Linked DNA regions of Gossypium hirsutum: region 2 is linked to region 1. Evidence: chromatin contacts called from public Hi-C data. All regions are on one chromosome and are shown on one strand. The core of a region is the stretch at or near the end of the contact, and the rest is flanking DNA. Distances in the headings are between cores, read along the strand shown.

The links. A called contact is a pair of places that touch in the nucleus more often than the background predicts.
Region 2: a contact with region 1 is called in a Hi-C map of leaf, with 2.2 times the contacts expected there. The contact joins the promoter of LOC107886118 here to the enhancer-like site in region 1. A contact is called at or near these places in 3 of 34 Hi-C or Micro-C datasets (callus and leaf).

Annotation. Positions count from the first base shown.
Region 1 is chrA03:16,845,634-16,850,465 of Gossypium_hirsutum_v2.1, reverse strand. It overlaps the pseudogene LOC107886053. Among protein-coding and RNA genes, the nearest start is that of LOC121219056, 14 kb to the right of the region's middle. Within about 2 kb of position 2,450, at least 8 of the 9 cell types and tissues checked have an H3K27ac peak or open chromatin away from gene starts, as enhancers often do. A contact at or near this core is called in leaf, where this site is marked.
Region 2 is chrA03:17,154,040-17,158,871 of Gossypium_hirsutum_v2.1, reverse strand. LOC107886118 (dnaJ homolog subfamily B member 4) reads right to left here and starts at 2,599. Exons shown (of 2, transcript XM_041096571.1): 1 at 1,750-2,599. The coding sequence starts at 2,369.

The DNA of each region.
Region 1 (4,832 bases), core at 1,201-3,700:
CATCGGTTGACTGAAGTTCAAATCAATACCACTAAATGAGTGACATGCATGGGTCGTGTATTCCATCCTACCACTCCAACCTGACTGTTCGATGTTTTGCCTGCCACGGTTGAAATCTAAGGCCGAGAAAATGAGTATCTTCTGATTGATGATTCCGAGATATCATGATGGGAAGTTCCTAAAAAAGTGGTGAACACACCAGACAACTGTGCCGTTGGACTATTAGCATGTTCTTCCATTCTGTCTTCTCGAACATGAACATATGTCGATATCTGAGGGCCTTGGTCTCCCATTGAGAACTCGTCATATAACTCAAGAAACGGGGATTCACCGTTTAGATGCGTCTACACCATCGCCTCTAACCCTCTCGCACCTCTAATATCAAAATCGTCATATCTAATAAGTTGTCTGACGCACAAAATCGATATTAAAGGGACGATACTTTCAGTTAGTTGATCCAATGATTTTCCACATAATTCTTATTCGTAGTTCTGACAATTGTCTGTTCTAGTTAAAAGTCAGTCGCACTGTGTTTTCTAATAAAAAAATGACCTTGTTCTCAGTGTCACACATTTCACCGTTGTAATAAACAATAGCATTAATCCGTCCACTCATTTTCAACCAAATAACCTGTCAAGACGTTCAAAACAAAAATATTATGCAAAAAATTAATGAATAACAAAAATCAATTTTTACTTTTATGCAAATTGCGTCATTGCTCTAACTTATACCTTCTCTATGAACTTCTCTTCTTCTGATCTCTCTGACAACTGGTTATTTGCTCGTAAATGGCTTATGTTACTTAAGGCTAAAATATGTTTCATTTATAGATCAGGGGACGAGCTCAAAGTTGATTCTGAAAATTCCCACCGGCTAGTGAGGGTTGAAATTTGTAGAAAAATAACGCTCCAAGCAAGACACACTATCAGCAAAAGTATTGAAAGTGTGTCCAAGTGGAAGCGTTTTCAGTGCCATGTAAGTTGAAAGCGCTTCCAATTGGATGGTCTTTCAGTACTTTTGCTGATAGTGCGTCCTACTTGGAGCGTTATCTCTCTACAAATTTCAACCCTCATTTGGGACAAAAAAACCATCGTATATATCCCGAGATATATTTTCAAAACTCATCTCGTCAATATTAATGCACTGTGATAAATAATTTACTAAAATATCGAATCAATCTAGTATTAAAAATGTGCAAAATTTTAAAAACTACTATTGTGTGTCCTGCTTAGAGCGTTATCTCTCTACAAATTTCAACACTCACTTGGGACAAAAAACCCACAATATATCCCGAGATATATTTCAAAACTTATCTCATCAATATTAATGCATTGTGATAAATAATTTACTAAAATATTGGATCAAACTAGTATTAAAAATGTGAAAAAAATTAAAAACTAATATTTCATCCCAAACAAGTACTTCAAGTTTCGATGAAAATATGAGGTTTTTAAATTTCTAATACAATAATAATTATTTAACATTTCAAAAACCCTAAACCCTATCCTAAACCCTAACCCGAAAATACAAAACCCTAGCACAAAATACCCATGAGAAAAACGTTTCCAGTTGAAAGCTTTTTCAGTTGAACTGTCAGAAAACACGTACAAAACACATACATCAGGTATAATGTACATAATTATAAAATAAACATAATTATAATATAAATAATACATCTAAATTAATGCACTGTGATAAAATATGTTATATATTAGTATTATAATAAAATAATAATAATAAATTACAAATTATTTTATATTAGTATTATAATTGTTTTTAAATTATTTTTAAGAAAAAATTATAATAAACATAATTATAATATAAATAATACATCTAAATAATTAAAATGAAAATTATAAAATAAAATTAATGGTTAAAATATATTCGAATCTAAATTAAAATATATAAAGTATATATACATGAAATAAAACTTAACAAAATAAATTTATATAAAAAATAAAGTAATGATTTACATGATGGGATAACCCAAACTTTAAATAATAACTACAATCAAATTAACATCACAAAGCATATTCATAACTAAATCTGAATTTAATATTATAATTGCACGTAACTTTTATTATGACATAATTCTGAAGAAAAACTTTTTTTATAACATAACAACATAAATAAAATAATTGGTTTGGATGATGGTAAAATTATTATTAAAAATTAAATAAATTAATTTTTATGTGTTAAATTAAAAAGTAAATTAATTTTTATTTATTTTTACTATTAAACTGATGAAATAATTAAACTAACCTGTCGTTAGATCAATTGTGAATAATAAAAATGAAGTAAATTTTTAATCGGAAAACTGATTAATTATATAAGTACCTCCACCGTCGTTTGCTTACGGGAAAAATCAACTCAAATGGGCTCCACATACACATTTTTTCCACACGGTATCAACTTATAAAAAAAAACCAAGGAATTAATTATTTAATTATTTAATAGCAGCTATATGAGCATCCAATAATCTTCCACTACCTTTCTTTTCTCTCCCTCCACCAACCCCGCCTTAATCCGCCCTAAATGGCGTTCTCTCCCGGAATACCCCACCGTCGTCGTCACTTCCTTCGCTTCCTCACTCTCCTCTCCCTCTTCTTCATATCCCATTCAAGGCTAACTCTCGACCGTTCAGACTCCAAAGCTCTTTCCACACTTCTCAAAGACTTGGGCATCGCCAGTCAACGGTTCCCCGCCACCGATCCTTGCAGAGCCGCCGGCGTTTTCTGCGAGAGAAGACTCGCCGACGACAACACTTATGTCCTTAAAGTCACCAGGCTTGTATTTAAATCCCAAATGCTTGATGGGTCTCTGTCTCCTGCAATTGGGAAGCTGTCGGAGCTGAAAGAGCTCTCCGTTTCCCACAACAGGATTGGTAACCCAGTTCCACATGAAGTTTTTCACTGTAAAAAACTCGAAATCCTCGACATTCGAAACAACATGTTTTCCGGCGAGATACCGTCGAATTTGTCTTCTTTGGTTCGTCTCCGAGTTCTCGATTTATCTTCCAATGAGTTCACCGGTGACTTGGCCTTCTTGAAGTATTTTCCCAACTTGGAAAATCTTTCCCTTGCCAACAATCTGTTTTCCGGGAAAATCCCATCATCTATACGTTCGTTTCGAAACCTTCGGTTCTTTGATTTCTCAGGGAACAATTTCCTTGAAGGTTCAGCTCCATTGATGAGCCAAGTTGATGAATCAACAGTAACTCAGTACCCCAAACGGTACACTTTTGCTGAGAGGAAATCAACAAATAATAGCAGAAGCAGAGCTCAAGCTCCATCACCAATTGGGAGCAAATCAGTAACCAGTGAAGGTCCTATCTTATCACCAGTAACTCAACACCGACACAAAAATAATAGTAAAAAAGCAATGGAATGGCTGTTGGGATTCTTTGCTGGAGCTGTAGGTGGAGGCATATCTGGGTTCGTCTTCTCTGTTATGTTTAAACTGGTGTTGGCAACCATTTTAGGAGCTGCTAAAGATCCTGGTCCATCCATATTCAGTCCATTGATTAAGAAAGCTGAGGATTTATCGTTTTTAGAGAAAGAAGATGGGTTGGCTTCATTGGAGATCATAGGGAAAGGGGGGTGTGGAGAAGTATATAAAGCTGAATTACCAGGAAGTGATGGCAAAATGATTGCTATTAAGAAAATTATTCAACCCCCAAAAGATGCAGCTGAGTTAACTGATGAAGACAGCAAGCTTCTCAACAAGAAAATGCGTCAAATCAAATCAGAGATCACCACAGTAGGCCAAATTCGACATAGGAATCTCCTTCCGTTGTTGGCTCATATTTCTCGACCCGACTGTCACTACCTTGTGTATGAATTCATGAAGAATGGAAGCTTGCAAGACATCTTACAACAAGTATCAGAAGGCACAAGGGAGCTAGATTGGCTTGCGCGGCAGAGGATAGCAAAAGGAGTGGCTGCTGGGCTTGAATATCTTCACATGCACCATAGCCCTCGAATCATTCATAGAGATTTGAAACCAGGGAACATCCTTCTTGATGATGAAATGGAAGCCAGGATCGCAGATTTCGGGCTTGCAAAAGCAATGCCTGATGCACAAACTCATATTACCACTTCCAATTTGGCTGGAACTGTGGGGTATATCGCACCTGAATATCATCAAACACTTAAGTTCACTGATAAGTGTGATATTTATAGCTTTGGGGTTATACTTTGTGTTTTGGTGATGGGGAAGCTACCATCTGATACGTTCTTTCAACACACTGATGAGATGAGTTTAGTGAAATGGATGAGAAACATCATGATTTCAGACAACCCACAACAGCCATAGATCCTAAACTGATTGGAAAAGGGTTTGAAGATCAAATGATTCTGGTTTTGAAGATTGCGTATTTCTGCACTTTGGATGATCCAAAGGAGAGACCAAACAGCAAAGATGTCAGATGCATGTTGTCTCAAATCAAGAGTTAAGTTTAAGTCGAGGAAAGTTTAGAATAATGTTGCAACTGACAAAGAATGTTGTCAGATTGTTAGTTTTTTTTTTTGTTTTTGTTTTTGTTTTTGTTTGCTGCTTATCATCTTTATATGTAACCAGTTGTAGTAAAATTGTAAGAAATATATATAATCTGGGTTTTGGACGTACCCTGCTAAATTTAGAAACAAATCCTGCACTCTTTTCCTTGGTCAAAGTGCATGCCTCTAAAGTAGCATGAAGGACATTCACCCTTAACATACAACATTCAACTAATTTAAAAAATGTCCAACATGCTCAAATATCAATATTTAATATTACAATCGAAATACAATCAGTCTAACTCGTTTGTATACTCAAAATTTATAATGGCCTTT
Region 2 (4,832 bases), core at 1,350-3,849, 310 kb before region 1:
AAGGAAAGATAGGTACTAGACATTTCTCATAGGCATAAACCATGCATCCACCTAAAGAGGAAAAGTAAAACTAAAGACAAAGCTCTTACTCATCTTAATTATAATGTTGATCTAATGCAACATTTTTGGGCTTTATATTCTCTTTTCCATTTTTTTTTCCTCAACTGTTACAGCTTAAGTTGTTATGTGCTATACAGAAGCATCGAATCTACAATAATACTGATCCTAATCAACCTCTACGATATGTGGAAGGGCGTTAGTTAAAATGACCAAATTACAACTCACTGGAATGGAGTTTAATGTCCAAGTTGGGAAAATGTTTTCTTGCTCAAAGCCCAAGATTTCAGAAGGGAATACACAAGAGACAGTAGCCTGTCGGCAACATGACCAGATATTGTCTCAATGTAAGTAGATAATCACATTTTTTGTGGAGCTTCTGAGAAGGAAAAGACCTGGAGGTGGAGGAGTTACTCATATTTGGTTCATAACTCATAAGAGCGAGGAGTATCTTAGCATCATTTGGCACTTTAGAAAATTAGATTTGCAGTAACATTTAGTCCTTACATTTGGAAAGATTACTTCAGGAGTAAACACAGTCATCTTTGACTTGGGTAATCTTGTTTTAAAACTTAACCATACATCCAAAACAAATAAAAGGATCCCACCTCAAAACAACTACAAAATCCAAGACAGAAACCATTATTTATGCCAACCCAGAAGAACAATATGACATGTTAGCAAGATCCATAAACAGAATTCCCCACTGGGGGTGATGCCTTTAAAGATGGAATGATACAGGGTGTATAAACCAATTCTTATCCCAGAATATTCTCCTGCCAAAAAATGAAACAGAATTATCCAACTCCCAGAATCTTTACTTCAGAGAACAAAATGTCCTTACTAATGCGTCTTACAGTCTAGAAGAGATAAGTACCTTACAGAAATTTTAAGTGAGATTATTGAGGAGATTTAGGTGACTCAAAATCACTAGATTCCCTCACAAAGCATCTTCAAAGCTGTGATGTTCAAATAGTTGATCACCCTTAACAGGAATTCACTTATTCTGTACGGTAGGAGGGTAGCAATGTTTGAACATATGATCTCTAACCAACCTGAAATACCTGACTAGGGAATGCTAACAGAATCAACAGTCTCTGCTTGCCTATTGCTAATCTCACATTCCACAAAATTATGGTTTGGTACTTCTTATGATCATCAAGAAAACAGAAGATGACCTTTCCTTCCTCGAGTCAACCATTTAAGTAAAAGTGAAAGTGCTTCAGTTGACCGGTATTCATAGCAAACAACTCGAAATACTTTCTGACCATAGGTAAAACCAAAAAGAACAAGAAATTTAATCCAAAGAAAAAACAATCATGTAGAACAATCCATCCTATTCAAATTGCGAACTACTAGTTGGAGGAAAAGTATCTTAATTACTCACACCACTAGCATTGGATGCCAAATAGAATGTAGCTCAAACTCAACAGTCAACTCTAGTAAGAATATATCATTTGCATCTTTATAAGAAGCAATTAAAAATATAGCATTGCCTGCCATCAAGCAACAAAAGGGTTCTTTGTACTCCAACAAACATTTCACTATCAAACAAACAAAGTTCTCGTCTTTTCAATGGCATAAATCCCAATAAAAAATAATAATATCAAAAGACAAAAATCAATTTATCCATCATTAAAGTTAAAAGACTTATAAATTAAAAAAAAGAAAAAAAGAAGAAGCTTAGCTTACCCTGAGACAGAAGGGTCAAAAACATTCCTCGCAATCCTCATTTTCTTCTTGGCACCTTTATAAAGCTCTTCCAAGCTACAATGCAACACATTTTCCACGGCAGCGGCTTTCCTCAATTCTCCATTACTAGTAGTGGTACTAGTCCCGTAACCATTACTATTCCTAAAATGCGCTTCTCTAAACCCTCTATTTCCTCTTCCACCATTGGCCTCCGCCCCAAACAGCTCCTCGTATATATCATCTGCATCCCTCGGCTTAAACCTGAAAGAATCCGTATTAGGTTGCTGCTGCCTCTGATTATTATTACTATTGTTATAGTAATGGCCAGCTCCGCGGGGATAAGACGCCGACGTGGAAGCGTGAGATTGGTTAGGAGGCGGGAATTGTCCGGATTTGAGAGCCTCCTCACCGTAAAGATCGTAGATCTGTCGTTTCTTCGGATCTGATAGAACATCGTAAGCTTCGGAGAGAAGCTTGAATTTGGCTTCGGCTTCGGGTCTTTTGTAGGAAGGGTTCTTGTCGGGGTGCCAAATCATGGCCAGCCTCCTGTAAGCCTTTTTGAGATCCTCTTCGTTGGCGTGGCGATTCACTTTCAGAATATTGTAATAATCGACGCCCATGATTCTGTGTTTTTTTTTTCTTTCTTCTGTTTGTTTGGCTAGAAAGAAAATATTGAGGAAGAAACGGAGAATGTGAAACTGAATTATGGAAGGGAAGGCTGTGAAGGGAAAAGAAGATCTGACGGTTAAAAAATAAAAAGAAAAAATGAATCTTTTCGTAATATATAATAATACAAGATGATATCTTCAAAAAGGTATGGGGCCTATACGAATAACGTGCTGCTAACTACGTTTCTAAGATATGGCAAACAATTGATATATTTAGATGCAAAAGTTTAAACGGATTCGATTTTTTTTTTAAATATTAGTAATTTGATTGGTATTTATATTATTCCTAAGATAGGAATATGTGAATTTAAGTATATAGAAATACATTATCTTTTTATTTATGTGGTGGGAGGAGCTATAAGTAATTTAGACATTGTGTCTAAAAAATACATATAATTAAAAATTGCTCAAAAATATTAAAATCTTAAATTTTATAAATTTTTAAAAATATATATAACTTGACATTTTGTAAATGTTGGAGGTTAACTTTATTGAATTTTTTGGAGTTTGAATTAAAATCACAAATTTTATATAAAATAATGAGGTGTAGTGTGGTGGTTGTTTATTTCATCTCATAATCACAAGATTAGAGGTTTAAGGTTTGATCCTTACTCATGGGAATGAAGTATATTTTATGACCAACCATTTTTAAAAATTATAATTTGACATTTTGTAAATGTTGGAGGTTAACTTTATTGATTTTTTTAGAGTTTGAATCAAAATCACCAATTTTATACATAACGATGAGGCGTGGTGTGGTGGTTGTTTACTTCATCCCATAATCACAAGCTTGGAGTTTCAAGGTTTGATCCTTACTCATGGGAATGAAGTATATTTTATGACAAACCATAAACCTTCAGTAATCGAAATCAATTTTTATTATAATACTTTATTTTACTCATTGATTATCTCACGTTTAACTAATATTAAATGGAATTACGTGATCGGATCGTAATACAGAAATACAATTTATATTAATAGATAATCTAAATATATTCTTAGTCTAATCAAAATTGAACAAATCAATTGAAAGATTAATATGTTGCCTGCCAAGTCCAATTGGGAGATATCTTATCTTAGGTATTGAAGCAGATGTCTCTTGAAAAATAGAGACATATATATGACTGACTGGAATAAAGTACATTATACATCTAAATACATTCTTAGTCTAATCAAAATTGAGCAAATCGAATAAAAGACTAATATGTTGTCTATCAAGTCCAATTGGAAGATATCTTAACTTAGGTATAGAAGCAGATGTCTCTTGAAAAATAGAGACATAGATATGACTGACTATAATAAAGTACATTATACATGACTCAAGTAGAATAGATCCTAGATCCATTTACGAATTTATTCGCTTATAACGTTCATAGTGTGATATACCTTAATCCTAAGTGGGTGATAGACTATGTATGTGTGACTCGTATACTTTGATGTAAATCAAAAATTGAGTTCAAATAGATAATGAACCAAAAGTTGGTACGTTGAGTACAAGATTTCTACATGATGTAGCATTATTCCACAACAATGGAATTCATGGCTCGATAAAGTGTAAATGATATCCTCTCATTGACATTACATGGCGGATGAAAAATAATGTGGCCACGAGTCATTTGACTTAGAGATAAATGGTTTAATTATTATTTGTTAATAATTGAGTTTTTGTTGAGGAAGATGTAATGGTTACCATGAGATAAAATAGGATCATATTGGGAGAATGAACTTATCCTAAAGATATTAAGGATATCCTATAAAGGTAACACATTTATGACAAGGTTATTGGACAAGCACTCAATGAGTGACTTTTGTAATGATATATAATAAGAGAGAGCTTAGTCATGATACTTTAGTGAAATGACTTCATAACTAAATAATGTTGTAATTAATAAGCGAAAAGTCGAAACTTAATTACAAATTATTTGAGCTCTAATTATATATGTTCAATCTGTTGAAGTATGCCTAAACATTAGTCATATGATGATTGTAATAACCTACTTTTACCTAGTTTATCAATAAAAGATATTGTCATTATTTTCAATATTTATTTTTATGTTTAGATAAATTGTACAATGATAATGTCCAAAGAATGATATGCTCATTTTTAAATGTCCTTAATAAAAAATTATTGTAAGCTTAGACAATATTAATACATTGAAATTAATATGTGTTTGATTGATGACAAATGTTGTTATAAATATATGATACCAAATCAACACATAAGTATATATTAGAGAACAATATACTGGACTGACTCACCATGAGAATGTTTCTTGGATTATTATGTAATAGTCACAATATTTCTCATGGTAATAATTGCATGTATGATCCTTAAACTTGAGATCATCATTGTTCCAACATTGTAAGTCGTATGCTGTGACACAGTTAAATGCCTTTCGTAAAAAATTATACTAT